Linked DNA regions of Mus musculus: all the other regions are linked to region 3. Evidence: chromatin contacts called from public Hi-C and promoter capture Hi-C data. All regions are on one chromosome and are shown on one strand. Each heading gives the region's core, a stretch centred on a gene start, on an enhancer-like site or on the middle of the called end of the contact. The rest is flanking DNA. Distances are from core to core; before and after follow the strand shown.

What was found. Promoter capture Hi-C pulls out the DNA fragments that hold promoters and counts their contacts. A called contact is a pair of places that touch in the nucleus more often than the background predicts.
Region 1: a promoter capture Hi-C map of hippocampal neurons shows a contact between it and region 3, with 5 times the contacts expected there. The contact joins the promoter of Hspbp1 here to the promoter of Cacng7 in region 3. A contact is called at or near these places in 4 of 39 promoter capture datasets (cranial neural crest, hippocampal neurons, liver and 1 more).
Region 2: a contact with region 3 is called in a promoter capture Hi-C map of hippocampal neurons, with 8 times the contacts expected there. The contact joins the promoter of D630041G03Rik here to the promoter of Cacng7 in region 3. A contact is called at or near these places in 11 of 39 promoter capture datasets (the 3T3-L1 cell line, cranial neural crest, embryonic stem cells and 6 more), 1 of 484 Hi-C or Micro-C datasets (cortical neurons) and 4 of 115 datasets of contacts at active chromatin or transcription factors (astrocytes, embryonic stem cells and stem cell-derived neural progenitor cells).
Region 4: a promoter capture Hi-C map of hippocampal neurons shows a contact between it and region 3, with 10 times the contacts expected there. The contact joins the promoter of Ppp1r12c here to the promoter of Cacng7 in region 3. A contact is called at or near these places in 12 of 39 promoter capture datasets (the 3T3-L1 cell line, cranial neural crest, embryonic stem cells and 7 more), 1 of 484 Hi-C or Micro-C datasets (rod photoreceptor), 4 of 115 datasets of contacts at active chromatin or transcription factors (embryonic stem cells, forebrain and microglia) and 1 of 9 other capture datasets (adipose tissue).
Region 5: a Hi-C map of rod photoreceptor shows a contact between it and region 3, with 2.3 times the contacts expected there. The contact joins the promoter of Rdh13 here to the promoter of Cacng7 in region 3. A contact is called at or near these places in 2 of 39 promoter capture datasets (cranial neural crest and hippocampal neurons), 1 of 484 Hi-C or Micro-C datasets (rod photoreceptor) and 2 of 115 datasets of contacts at active chromatin or transcription factors (embryonic stem cells and stem cell-derived neural progenitor cells).

The regions. Positions count from the first base shown.
Region 1 is chr7:4,683,718-4,686,417 of GRCm38.p6, reverse strand. Hspbp1 (HSPA (heat shock 70kDa) binding protein, cytoplasmic cochaperone 1) reads left to right here and starts at 1,437. Exons shown (of 8, transcript NM_001360629.1): 1 at 1,437-1,524; 2 at 1,852-2,146. The coding sequence starts at 1,943.
Region 2 is chr7:4,469,592-4,472,291 of GRCm38.p6, reverse strand. D630041G03Rik (RIKEN cDNA D630041G03 gene) reads left to right here and starts at 1,408. Exons shown (of 1, transcript NR_028416.1): 1 at 1,408-2,700. Eps8l1 (EPS8-like 1) reads right to left here. Exons shown (of 20, transcript NM_001374622.1): 5 at 2,250-2,411; 6 at 1,860-2,009; 7 at 1,402-1,484; 8 at 804-1,065; 9 at 370-496; 10 at 91-179. It also overlaps a transcript of Rdh13 not described here.
Region 3 is chr7:3,331,483-3,334,182 of GRCm38.p6, reverse strand. Cacng7 (calcium channel, voltage-dependent, gamma subunit 7) reads right to left here and starts at 1,358. Exons shown (of 6, transcript NM_133189.5): 1 at 1,147-1,358.
Region 4 is chr7:4,500,297-4,502,996 of GRCm38.p6, reverse strand. Ppp1r12c (protein phosphatase 1, regulatory subunit 12C) reads left to right here and starts at 1,317. Exons shown (of 22, transcript NM_029834.3): 1 at 1,317-1,731. The coding sequence starts at 1,399.
Region 5 is chr7:4,444,304-4,447,003 of GRCm38.p6, reverse strand. Rdh13 (retinol dehydrogenase 13 (all-trans and 9-cis)) reads left to right here and starts at 1,347. Exons shown (of 7, transcript NM_175372.4): 1 at 1,347-1,557; 2 at 2,683-2,700. The coding sequence starts at 1,493.

The DNA of each region.
Region 1 (2,700 bases), core at 188-2,687, 1.4 Mb before region 3:
CTGAAGACTCAGGTTCAACTCCTAGCACCCAATTATGATGGCTCACAACCATCTGTAACTCCAGTTCCTGGCAATCCATCAAGCAAGCATACAGTGCACGCACATACATGCAGGCAAAATGTTCAGGGTCAGTGGTGGCACACGCCTTTAATCCCAGCACTCAGGTGGCAGAGGAAAGTGGATCTCTGTGAGTTTGAGGACAGCATGGTCTACAGAGTAACTTCCAGGACAGCCAAGGCTATACCGTAAAACACTGTCTCAAAAAACAAAACAAAAACTAACCAACCACAAACTATTTGTACACAAGTAAATAGGTAAGTCTACAAAAAAATTAAAAGAACAACAATAATTTAAGAGGCTGAAGAGATAGCTTGTCATTAAGAGTACTTACTGTTCTTGCAAAGAGCCTGAGCTTGGTTCCTAGCACCCATATATATATATATATTGGTTGTCTCATAACTGCCTGTAACTACAGCTTTAGTTTGTCCTTTGTCTCTGGCCCCATAGAAACCTGCATTTACAGGCATCTGCCTCCTCCCCTACTACATAATTAAAAACAATCTTTAAAAATAAAATCTAGCCGGGCAGTGGTGGCCCACACCTTTAATCCCAGCACTCGGGAGACAGAGGCAGGCAGATTTCTGAGTTCGAGGCCAGCCTGGTCTACAAAGTGAGTTTCAGGACAGCCAGGACTACACAGAGAAACCCTGTCTCGAAAAACCCAATAAATAAATAAATAAATAAATAAATAAATAAATAAGTAACTCTAAAAATATTTTTAAAATGATTGGAAGATCGAAGGTGGAAGACAGCTGATGTTGACATGGGACTTCCCACACACCATGCATAGTCACATGAAGACACACAACTCACACAGAGTATTCCACACTGAAACCGGTAATAAATGGGGAAACTGAGGCCTAGAAAAAAGTGAGCCCGAGTCTCAGGTTACAAAGGTGGGATATTAGGGGAGATATCCCGAGACTCTAGGAGCAAATGCAGTTAAAATCAGTTGAGTGAGGAACAAAACCGTCTGAGCAGCAGCAGCAGCAGCAGCAGCAGCAGCAGCAGCAGAGAAGGGGCGTGGCCTACGCAGGGGCGTGGCCGAACAGGACAAGCTGAAGTTCCAGGTACTAAGAGGCGGGACTTGACTGGGACAGGCCGAAAGGCCTAGAAAAGAGGCGGGGAATATGGGCATAGGCGGGGCCTATGCCTGGGAGGGGAGGAGTTCGCCATGAAAGTCCCTTGTTTGCTAAGATAAACAGAGGAGCTAGGGGGCGGGGCTTATAACAAAAGCGCGAAATGTAGGGGCGTGACAAAGAGAAAGTGGTGGGGGCCTAGTCGACAGAGGCGGAGCTAAGTGCCGCATCCGCTAAGAGGTGCTGCTTAGAACTGGGCAAACAGCTTGGGGTGAGGCACTTCCGTGTGAGAACTGCGTATTTCCGGTAAAGATGGCGGCGCCCAGTAGAGTCAGGTGCAGCCTAGTCTATCTTTAGGCGTGGTGGCAGCTCTAGACCCGGCAAGGTGAGATCAGCCCCATTGGGGCGCCCCTCTTCAAAGACACGGGAGGAGAATTGTTGCTAAGGAGACTGAGCGAAGGCTTGTTGCCATGGAGGCGGGGCAGTGGGGTTGCTAAGAGACGAGGACGCAAGCTGGGGAGCTTGGGGGGGCTCGTTGCCAGGGAGTAGGTGGGGCCTGTTGCTAGGGAGCAAGGAGGGACATCTGGATTTGGGCAAGGGTCCTGTTAGTATGAAGGAAGGAAAGGGGGCTATGGTTAAGGTGGTTGCAGGCAGAATGGTTTGGGATCATGAGAAGACTCCTAACACCTTCAAAACTCCACCTTCTCAGCAGACCTTCAAGAGTCGACCCATCCGGACACCATTGCTGCCTCAGCGGTGACCATCAATTTCCTTTAAACACATTCTTCCTTCACAGAAAGTCCATGGCAGACAAAGGCTCAGGGGGCAGTCGCCTCCCTCTTGCGTTGCCTCCGGCCTCTCAGGGTTGCTCGTCAGGGGGCAGTGGTTCCTCGGCGGGGGGCTCAGGCAACCCCCGGCCTCCACGGAACCTCCAAGGCCTGCTGCAGATGGCTATTACTGCGGGTTCTCAGGAGCCAGACCCCCCTCCAGAACCCATGAGCGAGGAGGTAAAGTATGAGGACCTAAGAAGGTTGGGTGAGGGTCCTGAGGATCTAAGTGTCTTGGGGAGAGTGGCTTAGTGAGCTACAAGCTGTTGTCTTCCTGGGTGGTGAGCTAGAGTCTAAATGTGGCATCATGATAGGGTGAAGGTCAGCTGTAAAGTGTCCGATCGCAGCCTTGTATTGGGAAGTCTCATGATGAGTGAAAAGTCTAAAAGCAAGCTGGGTTCTCTAGACCCAGGCAGAACTAGATTCAGCTTTGTCTCCACAAGTGTGACCTTGGGTATATTATTTAATCTTTCGAATCCTCAAGTGTTCGTTCATTTTTGAATTGATGGTGATAATAGTAATGATAGTGTCTTATCAGGCAATTCTGATGTTCCAGTCTATACTGACTCGTACACAACGTAGTTGGGTTTTGCCAGTTGCCAGCCATGACCTTGGTTGGGCAATTCACATCCTTTCTTTGCCTCTGATTTTTTTTTTTTAATCAATGAATTTGGAATAGCTATAATAAAACCTTACAGAATTGTCTTAAAGGTTGATAGGAATTTTTCATGTAA
Region 2 (2,700 bases), core at 159-2,658, 1.1 Mb before region 3:
GAAAGGAGGTCATTTCTTATTAGTGCACGAATGATGGATGGGTCAAAGTGCCCTCACTCCATCGACGCCCAGCAATGGATGCATCCTCACCAGCAGACTGAAGGCGTATTTGATTTTCTGAAGCACGTCGGTGTACTCAGCCTCAGTGGGTGGCTTGGCCCTCAGTGTCAGCAGACCCTCTGTGCGGAGAGAGCAGGTGAGGTTGTGGGGACACCAAGAAAGCATTAGACAACAATTCCAAAGGTGTAAACACCCAAACGGGTGGCCTTAGGAAGTCAGACCTGGCTGGTGGTGGGAGACCCCAGGGGGAGAGGATATTTGGACATCACTCAGGAAGGTGTGTTCTCGGTCCATGTGGAAGCCCCTTACCTCCCGCAGCTCGGCGTCGTGTCCTGCGGCCTCTCTCGCGGTGCTCCAAAACCCGGGTAGCCTCTGCTGATTTTTGCAGTCTGGATACAAAACTCTCCACGTCGTCAAACACGTGGTTCAGAATATCCTACCATAAGCAAGAGAGGTAAGAGTGGTGCTCCTGAGTCTCAGACTCTGGTCTAGGTCCAGGGCTCCAATCTGAACTCCTGGACACACCCCCTACGTCAGGCCATGCCCATAACTGGAGCAGTGGGTGGTCTATATCAAAGACTCTAGCCATACTTCTAGAATTAACTCCCATCCCCGACCCAGCATCTTGTCAGCTAGTCACACCTAGACGTGCCACGTTCCTGAATCTCGTTCCCCACTCCAAGACTGACTTGATTGTCAAGGAAATCTTTTTCTCCTAGCTGGTGCCTCTCACTCAAGCTCACCACATCCCGCTCTGCCTGCAGACCCGCCAGCTCAGGTCCTCTTGGGCCCAAGTCTGGGGAGGTAGGGTCAGCACTGCTAGTCGTGCGAGCTTGGTCGGGTTTCCTTGCTTCCTCAGTCTCTGGAATTGACTCCACTTGGGGTCGCCCGCGGACTGCGGATGGTTCCACGGTGTTGATCACCAGGCGGACAGACGGGCGACGCTGTAAGGGCGGGGTCTCCGCTGCTGGAGAGGCGCCGCGTCGCAGCTCCTCCTGCGTCGCCCTGAGTTAAGAAAAAGGGGAGACCGAGGCTGGGGCAACCGATGGGATCAGGAAGGGGGGGGGGCGGTCAAACGAAGGCTGGGCATTTCATAATGAGAAACTGGATACGAAGATGGAGAAACCAAAGACCAAGACAGGCTAAAGTAGAAGACTGGAGCGGAGCGGTCACCTTGTCTGGGAGGTACAGGTAAGACCTGGCCAAGGCTAATTTGTGACCACATTCAACACTCTAGGCTGTTCGTACCAAGCTCATTTCTTAGCTGAGGAGAGTGAGGTCCATAGATGGGAGAATTTTTTTTTTCAGTGCGCTCTGCATCTGCTTCCCCCTTCTCCTCACCTGAGCGCTGCTGCCCTGCGTTCTCCACGTCCGGAGCGGTAGTTCTGCAGAGCCCCTTGGATGTCCTCACGGATCAGCTCCGCCTGTCAATCATACTTTAAGATCTCCCCTCTTACGCCCCACCCATTGCCTGCCCAGGACTCTTTCTTGTTCTCAGCGCTTTGCCTCCGACTGTCTTGGACAAACCCCATGGACCCCATCTTGGTTCTGCCTGCCTGCCTGCCTGCTTCCAACCATCTTTTTTATGTTTTTCTCAAAGCCTTTGTTCTGCATCTTCTTCCCATCGTCACATTCAGTCATGGTCTAGAGTTCATTCAACCTGTCCTCAATTCTGGTTCCCTCTCAGACCTGCTTTCCTAGGCTATGTCCCCGTTTGCCAAGGCCCCGCCCCAAACATGGAAGCCCCGCCTCTGATTCTCTACTAGAAAAAAAAGCCACCCGGAGCCACGCCCACTCACTCCGAGGAGCAGGCCCTGGAAGAAATGAACATCCGGCTGTGCACGCTCTGGCTCCTGGCACACCAGGAGCAGCAATGAACGGCTCCGTCCTCGGGGCATCACCGCGTCGCAGCGTACGATGGCATCGAGAGGATATGACTCTAGTTCTTCCTGCAGGACGGGGTCGCAGGGTAAACGGAGGCACAGATTCCTATGACTGCTAGAGCAGTGTCCAGGACTTGGGGCAAGGCAACCGAAAGAGTTCAGGGGCCTAGAAATAACACCCTGTTTAATAACCTAGGCTTCAAAGGATAGCTTGCCAAAGTTCCCAGGGGAAGGACGCTTCGGAGCCAAGATTCACCCTCAGATCTCAGCCCCATTTCTCTCTTCCACCCAATTGCTCTCTGGCACCTTGGAGACTGGATCAAGCAGAGTGACTTGACTAGGTGACACTCTCAGTAGCATCTCCTGTGCCCAGACACGCCCCTGGCTGTCCATGACTGCCAGCTTTCTGGAAGCATCTTCCACAGTGTGCACGCCATCTTCTTCCCCCAAGCAGAAGGTGACCAGGTGCTGGCAGGAGACAGAGTAGGTAGCTGAGTCCCAGGCTATGCCAAGCTGTTGCTGAGCTTCTAGAGGGAGCTCCTGTTCAGCCTAGCCATACTTCCCCAGAATGCTTTCCTCAGACCCTTTGAATCCAGACCTCAGTCTCCCTCCCTCAGACCCTTCAGCTCCTTCAGTGGCCAGCACTGATTAGATTTCCTTCCAATTAGGACATCTTCAAACCAAGATTGGAGGCTTCTCAAGGGCAACAAATAATAAGGATTGAACTCTTGTAAGTGCCTCCTCTGCTTTGCATTAT
Region 3 (2,700 bases), core at 109-2,608:
TGAATCACCTGACAGGTGCTGTGAAACAAACTCGAGTCTTCTGGAAGAGCAGCAAGTGTTCTTAACTAAACTATCTCTCCAGCTCCCACCCACCATCTTTTTCATTACAAAGTTTGAGACACCTCCCCCAAACATTTTCCCAATATGCAATTAAGACATGAGACTCTACTTGGCTCCATCAGAATTCTGTAAGCTTTTGGATTCTACTCCATCCCAATAAAGACCATAGAATCAGAGTCACCACTTACATCCTGGGGTTCTTAGGTCCAGAACCCCTCACTTTCAGCCCCAGCCTCGTGGAGGACCCAAAGATCTAGATTTAACAGAGCTGTCTAGCTTTTCTTCCCATCCCCCTTCAAGTGGCTCTGGGGCTTGACCGCCAGCTGCCTGCTCTGCTTTCAGTACTCAGCTCATACAAGCATTATCTACCCAATCACCGGACTGTCTTGGTCTGGGGAGCTGACCTCAGCCTTCGGGTCTGCTCCTCCTACTAGACTAGCAGTTGGGGAGCTGGACCTTTCCAATTCCCCTCACTTCTTACATTAATCCCATTCCTTCTCACGTCCAGTTCATCTTCTTTCTACCTGACCCACACAGCTCTTTATTCTGCTGCCATTCCACCTCTGGGACACCCCCACCTCCACCATCACCAGGCCTGGAATCTCCTTCTGATTGATCCTTTACGCCAGCGTTTCCGCGATCTGGATATCTGAATGGCTCAAGTGCCATTCCTCAAAGCCCAAGTCCAAACTCCATCTCCCTTCGATATCCTTGGAGTCCGTAACTCTCCGCTTTATTTAGGACCCTTTCCCAGACTCACGGCTTGCTCTTACCGGCCTGGGCCCTCCTCCTTCGTCGTGATCCGCTTCCTCAAAGACCCCGCCTAGAGCCTACCCAGTGGCGACGGTCTCTTAACTCTCAAACACCGAGTTTGTTTTCTTACTCTCGGACCCTCGGACCCCAGGTCCTCCGGGATCCACCAGGCCCAAATGTTCCTCTATCCGCCAAAACCTTCCCAAATTCAACATTGAAATCCTCAGGATCCCATACCTGGAGCCCCTCTAACCTCCCCCGAGCCCCAATTCCGGCTGAGAGTGGTCTAGCTCGGAGCCCCCTTGCCTCACCGGACCCTCCCCTCGCTCTTACCTCTCTCAGGGCTGGGCGGACGCTCCGGGCCGCGGGCCCCGCAGCCGCATGACCGGCCCCGCGGTTTTCCCCGGCCGCCGCTGCCGCCACCGGGGTCTCCGGTGCCCGCGCCCCCCGCCCCCGCCCCCGAGCCCGGCGTCCCGGCCCCCTCCGGGCCTCCCACCCCCCACCCCCCTCGCCCGCGGCCTCACTCAGCGGACGCAGCCGGGAGCAGGGACCAGCGGCCGCTCATTGGCTAATGCGGAGGAGGGGAGGGGCGGGAAGGGAGGGAGAAGGATGCAGCGAGGGAATGAGATGAGCCTTCAGGATGGGGGGAAGGCAGGGAGGCAGGCAGGGAGGGAGAGAGAATAGAAACAGAGGCAGAGAGCCCAAGAAGGAGAGAGAGAGCAAGAGCGAGAGCGAGAGCGAGAGAGCGAGAGAAGAGAAAAGAGAGAAGAGAGAAGAGAGAAGAGAGAAGAGAGAAGAGAGAAGAGAGAGAGAGAAGAGAGAAGAGAGAGAGAGAGAAATATTTTCTGGAACTCACGCGTCCTGAGACTAGAAAAGACAGACAGAAAAGAGGAGACAGAGATGGAGTAGTTTCAGGTGTCCCCACCCCCACCACTCCAGCGGCTCAGAGATTTTGAGGCCCTGGGAGTAGAGAGGTCAGAGAGCCCCAAAATCCAGGCAAGGAGAGCTCAGAGGCCTTGGACCAAAGGAAACTGAAATCCAGGGACCTTAAGCTTGTAGGAGATGGGATGGGGAAATAGAAAAATAGAGAGAAATAGACGAGAGAGAGAGAGAGAGAGAGAGAGAGAGAGAGAGAGAGAGAGAGACTGACTTTCTGAGGAGAGACAGCAGGGGCAAGCCAGGATGGGATATCCCCCTGACGAGGACTGGGGCTGTAGCCAGGCAAGGGGCGGAGCCTGGGGGTCTGGGCAGCTGAAGAAGGCGGGAAGGGGCGTCCCGGGCCGGGTCCCTAGAGCAGCTGGCGGGCAGGCGCAGAGCAGAGCCGGGTCCTGCAGCCGCCGCGGAGCTGGGAGCGGGGCCAGCACCCCCCCCCCCCGCCGTGATGTCAGCGGGGCCACTCTTAAAGGGGCAGGCTGCCCGCCGAGGGTCGAAACTTGGACTGGGGCTTTCAGGAACGTGATAAGAGTACAGGAGAGGTGATACCAGAGAAAGGGGTAACCTCAGCCTCCAGTTGGAGTGAGACTCGAAGATCCGGAGGAGAGATGCCAGGCCTTCAAAGGAACCTGCTAAGCTTTTGAGGTTCTGTCCCCTCCAAACACACTGACAGGGGCACCATTCTGCTGGCTTGCCCGATCCAGAGACTACATTCCCCATCAGCCCTGGCGGCCAGAGGACAGCACCTGGGGAGGGGGGCAGGGTCTTCTGCGATGTCTGCTGGGAAACGTAGTCTTATCTTGATTGGTCCCCTTCACTCCCTGCTCTCCTCCACACGTACTTGCAAAGTGGGTCAGGGGAGAAAGAGGCCGGGAGGACGTTTCTGCCTGTCTTCTGCCTTGCTAACTGGTTCCCAAGCTTCCAGGTTCTGGTTCTCTCACCTTCTGTAACATG
Region 4 (2,700 bases), core at 68-2,567, 1.2 Mb before region 3:
ATTCTGAGACATATTTGGAAGTCTGGAGCTGAACCCTTTGGAGGCGTGGCCTTGAGACTACATTTCCCAGCTTGCCCTATGTTATCTGATTTCCTTGAACTTTGCTCGGGAACTTTATCGCCATGTTAAAAGATGAGTTTGGCGGTGACAAGCTTTAATCTTGTTTGAGAACTCAATTTCCCGTCGGCCCTTGGTCTACCTGATGCCTTAGGGAGCCCATTCATTCATTCATTCGAAATATTTTTTATTGCCTACTCTCAGGCTTAGTTCTAGTCATTAGGACTAAGAGGGTCTCAAAGAAAACAAATCGAGTTTACTTATAGCCGATGGGAGAGGGACAGATTCAAAACCAAAACAAGTACGGCATGGTGGCACTCCTTTAATTTCATCACTCCAGAGGCAGGAGGAGGCGGAGTTTTGTGAGTTCGAGGCCATTCTGTCTGCATAGTGAGCTTCAAACCAGGCAGGGCTACATACTGAGACCCTGTCTCAAAACAAAAATAACCCCCCCCCCACACACACACACACACAAACAAACAGACTCCTGTAATCCCAGCAATTAGGAGATGGAGACAGGAAGATCAGAAGTTCAAGGGCATTATTAATGAGTTCGAGCGCCATCCTATCTCAAAACAAATCGTAAAAAGTATGCAAAATTTATTTCTATCTCTCAGGATCCGCTATCCGCTATCATTTCCCATGCGCCTTGGGGTAGTCACTTTACAAAGTACACTACATTTCCCAGCATGCCCCAGTAGCCTGTCCGGCCGCTCTACCCAGATTCCCAGCACTCCCTAGGGACATGTCCTCCTTTAGGCAGTTCTCTTTTTGCTTGTTTTTTCGAGAGAGGGTTTCTCTGTGTAGCTCTGGCTGTCCTGGAACTCAGGACCAGGATCAGACCAGACTGGCCTCGAACTCACTGCCTCCCAAGTGCTGGGATTGAGGGCGTGCCTTTTGAGTTTTTCGTTCGACCCCTTCCAGCTCCGGATTTCTAAACGTGCCTCAGGATATATAGCGAGTCTAGCGAAGACTTCCGCTTGTAGAACCCATTTCCCAGCACTTCTGCCGGCCTGCCGGCTGCCTCATTCTCTAACCTATCTGCTCAAGTTATGCAAGGCTCCTCAATGGGGAGAAACTCCACTTCCCAGCTCGCTACGAGGGGCTTCTTTTTAGGCCCTTGCCCCCAGCGATAGCTACGCAAGTCTCAGGCGGGACTCGGTTACCCAGAGGGCTTTGGGTCGGCGCCGTGACGTCAATATACCGAGCGGGGGCTGGGCGAGCTTCTGGGCGGTGCTTGTCGCGCGGCGGTTCCCGGCGGCCCCCGGGGCGGGCGGGTGGCGGCTGTTCGTCGCCCGGTGCTCGCTCGCTCGCTTAGTAGGCGGGCGAGCGGCCGGCGCGATGTCCGGCGAGGATGGTCCGGCAGCGGGCCCGGGGGCGGCGGCGGCTGCTGCGGCCGCCCGTGAGCGGCGGCAGGAGCAGCTGCGGCAGTGGGGGGCTCGGGCGGGCGCCGACCCGGGCCCCGGGGAGCGGCGAGCCCGCACGGTCCGCTTCGAGCGCGCCGCTGAGTTCCTGGCGGCCTGCGCGGGGGGCGATCTGGACGAGGCTCGCCTGATGCTGCGCGCAGCGGATCCCGGTCCCGGCTCCGGCGCTGCGTCCGACCCCGCCGTCCCTCCGCCTGCCCGTGCCGTGCTCGACTCCACCAACGCGGATGGCATCAGCGCCCTGCACCAGGTCAGCGCCCCCGCCCCGCGTCTTCGCCACTCGGGCATCCTCCCTCCTCGGCCCTGATCCACCTCCCCTCGACTGTGCCATCGCTGAGGATCCCGCCTGCTCTGTGGCCGCCTCTTCTCTGTCATTCGTGCTGTCATCTCTCTCCCGTGCATTTTTTGCAGCATCGCTTACTTCCGTGCCTATGCTGGCCGGGTTCCTCCTTTCCTAGCTGGTACTTGTTTGACTGTGCTGAAGTCTTTCCTGACCCAGGCCTGTGGTTTCGTTCTCCTGCACTCTGACTTGACCCTCTTTAGGCCCAGGTCCTTCAGTGTCACTTCTTTGAAGGTCCATCCTGTTTGTGCCTTCCTCTTCTTCCCGTGACTTGTGCTGTACGTTGTGGCCTCAGGACAGTGTACCACGTTGTTTCCTTGAAAAGGCATTTCCTCTGTCGCGTCATCCTTTGCTTTTTTTTTTTTTTTTAATCTTTTCTCTTACCTACAATCCCATGTCCTTAATTACATTATCAATTCATCCCCCCCCCCCCCAATTTGGGGAGCTTGTCACCTCTTATAGAAGTTTCTCCTCAACTCTCTTTCTCTGTTTACATTGTTTGCCTTCCTGGAAACTTGTAGGCATTTGCTCTTCGAGGAGCTGGACCACTTTTCCTTTTGTTTTGTTGTTTTTCCTTTAGACAAGGTCTTGCTATGTAGCCCAGGCCATCCTCAAATGCAGGTCCTTATGTCTCTGCCCTCCTCCTCCTCCTCCTCCTCCTTCTTCTTCTTTTTTTCGAGACAGGGTTTCTCTGTATAGCCCTGGCTGGGAACTCACTGTAGACCAGACTGGCCTCCAACTAAGAAATCCGCCTGCCTCTGCCTCTGCCTCTGCCTCCCCAGTGCAGGGATTAAAGGCGTGCGCCACCATGCCAGGCCCTTCTCTGCCCTTCTTATTTCTGGAATTACATGGCCACTTCACCTATTGTTGGTTCATCTC
Region 5 (2,700 bases), core at 98-2,597, 1.1 Mb before region 3:
TGACAGGTGTCTGACTAGACTTTCAGGAACACCAGATAATTGACTCCCACCAACAGGGAGTTTCCCCTGATCCTTGCCAACACTGAATATTTATTATAATGTTGCCAATCTGATAATTGAAAAATATTTATCTCCTTGTCACCTTCATGAAGACAAACAGGTGTCAAGTGTGCTGACATTTTCTAGTGACAGGATGTATTTGTCCACTGTCTATAGCCTTTTTCCTAACTTCCTTTCTTTTCCTTCCTTCCTTCCTTCCTTCCTTCCTTCCTTCCTTCCTTCCTTCCTTCCTTCCTTCTGTCCGTTCGTCTGTTTGTCTGTCTGTCTTCCTTTCCTCCTCTCCTGCTTCTAGACACTAACACTTTAGTATGTTTTAAATATATTATTCTTTCCTTTTGGTGTATAAGTGTGTGGACACATACATGCCGTGGTGGAAGGTCAGAGGACAACTTTTGGGAGTTGATTTTATCTTTCCACCATGTTCTAGGAATCAAACACAAGTTGCAAAGCTTGTATGACAAGTGTCTCTACCCCATGCACCATCTCACTGTTGTTTTAAAGCCAGTATCCTTCTTTTCCTTCAAATCCAATGGTCCAGGTCTCAGTTTCCTCCCTCAGATCCAAAGCCCACACCCCAGACTTCCACTCTTAAACACAAGAGTCCAAATCCTACCCTTCTCCCTCAGACTCAGGAATCTATACTTCACCCTCCTCCCTCAGACCCAGGGGTCCAGGTCCCAGCCTTCTTCCCTCCTTCACAAGGCCTACACAGAAAGTGCTACCATTAACTATTATTTAGAGGAGAAAAACCATGGTTCATTCTACAGGGTCTCGATGTCTGGAAATGGAAATGCTTGGTACCAAACTATCTATCTATCTACTTTATTTATTTTCTTCCTCCCAGATAGTATTCTTCTGCATGGATCTGGCTTCCTAGAACTCCCTCTGTAGAACAGGCTGGCCACAAACTTATGGGTTTGCCTGCTCCTGTCTCCGTAATGCTGGGATTAAACGCGAGCACCACTACCACCCAGCTACTATTTTTTTTATTTCTTCCTTCTTTCCTTCCTTCTTTCCTTCCTTCCTTCCTTCCTTCCTTCCTTCCTTCCTTCCTTCCTCCCTCCCTCCCTCCCTCCCTCCCTCCCTCCCCCCCTCTTTCTCTCTCTCTCTCTCTCTCTCTCTCTTTTTCTTCCCGAACTTCAGGACGCCCTTGGATTGGTTGAGTGTGATGACATTTGATCTGGTAGCTGACACGCCTGTCAACCTCGGCCGCATTCCATCTCCAGAAACTACGTTTCCCAGCATTAAGTGCGCCATGGGCCTACTTCCTAAAGCCCCGCCTCCACATCTGGTCACTCCCCATAGCCGGGTTCTGGTGGCTGTGTGATTCCACGTTCACGCTACTCGAGCGCACGTGGGTTCCTGGGCAGCGCGTTCGTCCGCGGAGTGGCCTGGAGTGCAGACCCACGGACACCCTTTTCCCCAGCCTGGGATGAGCCGCTTTCTGCTGCCGGTGTCCGTAGTGGGCACGGTGATCGGCGGCACCGTGCTGCTCAAGTGAGTCTGCGCGTCTTCTCTGCGCGCTTGGTGGTAGGTTTGCGACAGGGGAATGCCAAACAAGGCCAGAGAAGTATCCCTTGTCCTAAGTCCTCGGACGAATTCTTCCCGCTCACTAGTATGGCTTTTCCGGGAGAGGAGGGCGGGTCACCTCTTCAAGGTCACCTAGGGAGAAGGGGTGGAGCATGGATCTTGTGCTCATTTTATCTCTGGACCACTCCTTCTCTACCCTTTCCTCTTTGCCCAGCCTGTTTGCCTCCCCTTCCTTCCTTTCTTCCCTTTCCTCTCCTCCCCCGTCCTTCTTTCCTTCCTTGCGTTTTTCAGACTGGGTCTCACCATGAAGCCTTGGCTGGCCTGGAACTCGTTATATTGACCAGGCTGATTTTGAATTCACGAGAGATCTGCCTCTGCCTCCTGAGTGCTGGGACCAAGGACATGCGTGTCTGTCACCGCTAACAGCTTACATGAGGTGTTTCCCTCCCCGCCCCCCCCCCCCCCGCATGTATGCATATGCTATGCTTTCGGAGGTTAAAAGAAGATGTTAGATCCCGTGGAACTGGAGTTATTGTGAGTCACCGTGTGGGGTGCTGGGAGCTGATCCTGGGTCCTCTGTAAGAGCAGCAGTGCTCTTACTGCTGAGACATCTCTCCAGCTTCTTGATGTATACACACCCGCTTCCCAATCATTGTTCTCCAACTTCCATGGACCCCTTCTGACACATGCTCCTTCCAACGTCATGCATTCTGTCTGTCTGTCTGTCTATCCATCCATCCATCTATAGACAAGGCAGCATGTAGCCTAGGCTGGCCTTGAGCTTGCTCTGTAGTCGAGGATGATGACCTTAAATTCCTGGTATTCCTGCCATTGCCTCCTGAGTACTGGGCTTGCAAGTGTGTACCACCACTTCTGGCTATTGTCTTTTGTTTTTATAAAAGTATGAATAAATGATTGTTACCTCTTGGAGATGTTCCAACGTATAATCCTTTTCTGAGGCCATGACGAGGACTCCCGTGTGTTTGGGTGCTTTGGTGATGGATGTGAGCTTACGAGTGCTTTGCCCCAGCTCATAAATCTTGAGGCAGGCACGAGGCAGACAGAACTCACTGTGCTGTTTCTCACCTTCAGGGACTATGTCGCTGGTGG